Linked DNA regions of Muntiacus reevesi: region 1 is linked to region 2. Evidence: chromatin contacts called from public Hi-C data. All regions are on one chromosome and are shown on one strand. The core of a region is the stretch at or near the end of the contact, and the rest is flanking DNA. Distances in the headings are between cores, read along the strand shown. Region 1 holds the start of NECAP1 (NECAP endocytosis associated 1). Region 2 holds the start of SLC2A3 (solute carrier family 2 member 3).

Evidence for each region. Hi-C and Micro-C count contacts between places; a contact is called where the count stands out from the background.
Region 1: a contact with region 2 is called in a Hi-C map of blood, with 5 times the contacts expected there. The contact joins the promoter of NECAP1 here to the promoter of SLC2A3 in region 2. A contact is called at or near these places in 2 of 3 Hi-C or Micro-C datasets (blood and muscle).

The regions. Positions count from the first base shown.
Region 1 is chr1:45,833,414-45,836,113 of mMunRee1.1, forward strand. NECAP1 (NECAP endocytosis associated 1) reads left to right here and starts at 1,309. Exons shown (of 8, transcript XM_065941893.1): 1 at 1,309-1,433. The coding sequence starts at 1,339.
Region 2 is chr1:45,696,819-45,699,535 of mMunRee1.1, forward strand. SLC2A3 (solute carrier family 2 member 3) reads right to left here and starts at 1,316. Exons shown (of 10, transcript XM_065941856.1): 1 at 1,163-1,316. The coding sequence starts at 1,177.

The DNA.
Region 1 (2,700 bases), core at 59-2,558, 140 kb after region 2:
CTATTAGTGGATTTGCTACATTTAATGTTACATACAGGATATTAATTCGAAATTTACCCTCAGAAATGCTATACCACTACCTTCCAGCAAACAGTGAGTAGTTGATTCCCCACATCCTTATTATAGCTAGGTATTTATGATTCATTTTAGAGTTTTAAGCTATCACTTTGTTATGCAGGGCAGACAAATTAGACAGGTTTCCAACCAGTCAACATGATGAAGTGGTTGGTGCCTACACCACAGTTGTAGTTAGGCAGACTTGAGTTGGTATCTTGGTTTTACACTTGCCCTCTGTGCTAATTAAATCAATTAGGTGACTGTTGTGGCAAGTTTAAATTTGGAGTGTACAAGGCAGGTGTTTATGGAGACACTGCAGTAGAATTTACCACTATAATAAAACTGAGAGCAAACACAGGCTATTAAATAATTCATAATGCTGTCTCAACTGGTCAGGAATTGAATTGATCCCATTTACAACTTATGTGTTAAGTCACTCAGTCGTGTCTGACTTTGTGATCCCATGGGCTGTATCCCGCCAGTCTCCTCTGTTCATGGGATTTTCCGGGCAAGAATACTGAAATCGGTTGCCATTTCCTTCTCCAAGGGATCTTCCGGGCCCAGGGATAGAGCTCAGGTCTTCTGCATTAAAGGTGGATTCTTTACCACCAAGGAAGCCCACTTACAGCTTAACATGGGTAAACTTTCCAAAAGATAATCAGGTACACACTGAAAGTGTGGCAGACTATTTCAACAGGTGCCATTCTCAAAACTCTGAGATAAAAAGGAGTTATTATAAGGCAATGGATCAGGCCCGGCATTCTTGAATTTTGGACTCTGGAAGATTAAAATCCACCATGTCTAGGCCTAGGTCATACACTTTCTCTAGGTATCCAATTTGGGATTACGGACCCGCGGATACCTCTTTTCTGCTTGGAAACTACGGTTAAAAAGTGACTTTTGGAAGAAAAAAAATCCGCCAAGCTTCAAGATGGTCGTAGTTCTCCCACAGCACTGCTGGTACCTGCCGAGAGCAAGATGGCGCTTTCCCTCCTCGCTTTTCGGGGATGGAGATATCCTTAACATGAATCACGCACTTGGAGGGCATCCTTGCCATTACCCAAGATGGTGACTCACGCAACCTCACCGTTTCCAGGTTTCAACATGGCTTCCCCAACCCGCGCCAGCGGAGGTTAATCTCAGGAAGCCTGCCAAACTCTCGCGGAAGCAGCGTTATCGGAAGTGCGTAAGCGGAAGTTGTTTTAGAACTCAACACCCCGGCTCTACGTCCCGCCCCCGCGCTGACGCCCCGCCCCCAGCGGCACAGCGAGCAGAGTCAAGATGGCGTCCGAGTTGGAGTACGAGTCTGTACTGTGTGTGAAACCTGACGTCAGCGTCTACCGGATTCCGCCTCGGGCCTCCAACCGCGGTTACAGGTACTAACTTCGAGTCACTGCGGCACGCGCGCACCCGGTCGAGCTTGACACTTTGTTTCTCAGATAGCAGGCCGCCCGTCCCTGCCATTGCCGCCTCTGGCTTGTTACCTTGTTAGCCTGGCCACCTGGGTTTTTGTCACGCTTTCCCCGAGCTGTTCCCCCACTCTGGACTGCCGACATCCTTGTTCCCCCTCTTAAAAAAAAAAAATTACTATCCTGTACCTTCCCACCGCTCTCCCCGCGGACCCCTCTGGGTCACCCATCTGCTCCCCATTATCCTCCCTTTTGTCGTGTCTGCGCCTTGGCCAGTCACCTTTCCTTCGCTCATCCCTGCGTCCTTCAGGTTGTCACCCTTATCGTCCCATCCCTACCCTCCCCCCCGCACCCCCCATTTCCAGTACCTCGTGCGCTTTTGTTGGTGATTATTGTGTCTTAGGCCCTTCTCTGGGTGAGATAATTTGTCTTTTGTGCCGTTCAGTCTTGCCACCAAATACCACCATCCACCGTATGATTTTTCCCTTCAGCACTTTTGTTAGTGGGCAAATGATCAGTGGTTGTCTAGTCTGTTTCTCTTCAATGTGTTTTCTATATATTGAAGATACTATAGTATAGGTGATACTATAGTATTTTCAAGCCTTCCTTCCCTCTTATCTTCTCATACAGCTTTTACTTTCAGAGTTAAGACAGCATTTTATCTGGAGGGCTAACTAACCACCTTGTAATCCAGTGACTATGAGGGCTTGAGGATGCTGTCGAAAGTTATGGTCATGCAGTCCAAAGAATTAACATGCAACTCACTGGTTTACCTGTTAAAAAATATGAGTGTTAGCCCTGGCAATTTAACAGCTGTGTGATTTGAGACAAATCTTTTAGCCTCTCCAAGCCTAAGATTTCTCATCTGTAAAATAGAAAGAAAAAAATGGGGAGGGGATGATGATAAAACCTGCTCTAGCTTTGTACCTTTAGAAGTTTTTGGCGGGTTAAATGAAATCATAATAAATGTGAAAAATAATTAAAAATGAATTTCCTAAAAAGTATTTAGTAAACAGTAAAGCAGTCTATAAATACAGTATTTTGGTTTCTCTCTCTGACTCACATCACCAGCATGATTTTCCTCTTGGCATTTGTTACCTCGGCTTAAAAGTTACCCTCTCTCTGTGTCTTATGTTGTGCTTCCTTATCAGAGGTTCGTTCATCCTGAATCAGTATCTTTGTACTTGCTGACCTGTGCACTAAATCCTGTGGGTTGTACCTTAAAAGGTAATCT
Region 2 (2,717 bases), core at 66-2,565:
GAGCCAGTGTAGGCTCATCCGCACCCCAAATTTCACAAAGGCAAAGTGCTAGTGATGTGTCATCATCACCAGGCTGCTCGCAACTCTGGATCACAGAATCTGCAGGATCCACCCACCGTACCCCCGTACCCTTGGTCCCATCTGAAATTCTTCCCGTTCACTTGAAGAGGTAGTGCTATCCCCCACCCACCCACCAGGGGGCGAGAAAAAGCTGACTCCCAATCCAAAATGGAGACATTTTGTGAGGGGGCTGTGCTGAAATCAACCCAGTCATCACTCACCTTGTCGGGGATAATTCTAATAGGTGTGATCTTAATTTCCACCCCCAAGAGAGCTCAATTTTTATGCCTGAGAGCTCCGCCCCCGAGAACCCTTTCTCATCTTAAACTCCTTCCCTTTCAAGTCAGGCAGTGGCAGGCCTGGAGTTAACAGTTCCCCAAATTGACCTTGCCTCCACCGGATCTAAGGATCCCCGAGGCCCGCAGGGGCAGCGCTTTCTGCTTCATCCACTCCTTTTAGTAGAAACCTCTTATTTTCTCTCATCATTTATACTCCTTGAGGGCCTTCCCACTTTTTCATCCCTTCTCTTATCTTTCATTTTCAGATAGATTACCTTAGTGAAAATGCCTTTCTTCCTACAAATACCGCATCCACAACACCTAATAATATATTAATATACTGTGCGTTCACAAGCATGGAATTCTCTCCTTAGGTAATCCAGGGAATCCCATAAGTCATAGAACAGATGATGGCTGGACACCGACCCGGCAGCCCCAAAACACCCTCTGGTCTTTTCAAGGTCTAAAGCATCAACACCACCATACCGCCCCCGGTGCCCTGAACACTCAACTTCACATCCTCAAAAGCATGCAATTGTATTAAAGAAAACACACACACACACTCATGTGTGTTATACAAGCACAACTTCTCCAGGTGACTTTTCCCACCCCAAGAAGGTGAATGGAACTGGGATAAACCCTTTATAGGACATGACATCCGAGAAGAACTGTGGAAGGGCGGCACTGCAGGCTGGGAGAGCAACGGGAAAGGCTTCCAGATTGCTAGGTGACTCCGCGTAACCGCTCAGCCAACGCCGGTATGGCTCGCCTTTCCGAGTGCATCCCAAGCCGGCAAAAACAGCCAGTGACCGTATCGCTCTTACCTTCGTGGTCCCCATGGCCGCAATTTAATTCTCTTCAATTCTTCGATAAAGATCTAGGAGTGGGACTCCAGAGACCCCTCTTCCAGGCGGCAAAACCTCCAATATGTCCTCTCTCGGCGCAAGTTTTCCTCCAGGTTCTCAGTAGCGAGCCTATAGCTCACGCGCCTATATAAGCTTCGGAGAGGGCGGAGCCCGGCAGACAAGCCCCCAGCCCCACCCTACCCGCCTCCAATCTTTGGAGCTCCTCAGACGGGTGGACCTCAAACACGGCCCCCTCCCTACGCAACACCCCCCACCCCTTTTCGAAACCACATCCTGCCCCCACCCTACTCAATTTTTTTTTTAAAGCTTCTCCTCCTTGTTTCACAGACAAAATGCTCCGAGAAACGCTTAGAGGGAGGGCAGATACACTTAATTTTTTGCCCTCGCAAGTGTTCAGAATTGATTCAATCTGTAAAAAGAAGAGAATAAAGGCTATCCATATTTGGCAAAGGTCGTTGGATGTAAACAGAAGACATTCATAATCCTATGACTTTATCAGCTGCTCTTTGATTTCAGGCTGTGTCTACAGCCTTGGAGGGGAGGGAACGACAGTCTGAGAGAAGGAAAGCCAAAGAAGGAAGAATTGAATGAGGTTTTGGCTCCACTTGTCCTCTGATTTAGCATAGTCTCTCCTGGGAGAAAACCTGAATATCCAGGAGCCAAACCAACTCTTCCTGGGTTCCAGGAAGCAGAGAATCAGCTGGCCTGGTACACAATCCAAACTCCTGTTAATGTCGTTCACCAGCTTCCCACCCAGCTGAATCCTACTCACTCTGCAGCGTTTTGCCCCTAGTCTCATGTTGACAGCATCTAGAGGGAGAACAATTGTAAGGTTCCATTAAACCTGTGTTTTATTTGCAGAGCACAAACTGTGTATCGGAAAGAAGTTGGGGATTCATCAGTAGAGAGGATCAAAAAGTCCGGGCCCTCAGGAGTCAACGATGCTCCCCCCTTCCACTTAAAACATTCACGAGGGGCCAGGGCAACTGCTTCTTATACAACTGGAGAGAACTGCCAACGTCCTATTCCTTCTGGGCTGTAAGAGAAAAGTGTGAGCTACACATCTGATTTCCAAGCCACACAAGAGAAGTGAGCCAAATGAGGAGGAGAAAGATAGAAGGAAAATGAGAGCAGAGGAAGATGAAGGAAAATAAAAGGCCAGAGAAGTGGCTCCCACTTCAGTCTAGTTGTAGTTAAAGAGTTGGATGAGCAATTATATGAGGCTTTTAATGGTGGGAAATTATCAATAGTCAAGTTCCCAATGCCTATCAATGTGTAGCGTAGCAACCCCAGCAGGGGAAGAGGGGGTGGGGTGGCAGAAGCAGGTGAAGAGGTTGAATTTGGCTGGAGGAGTCACTGATGATAGTGACTCCTCCTTTGGGGTTTTGGTTGGGTGCCTGGAATCCAAACTGGTACTACTCGGCCTTAAACAAACCACATCATGTGGTCTGTCCTTAAATGAGGATTAAAAAAAACCCAAACAAACTGAAGTATAACTGACTGACATTTTTAC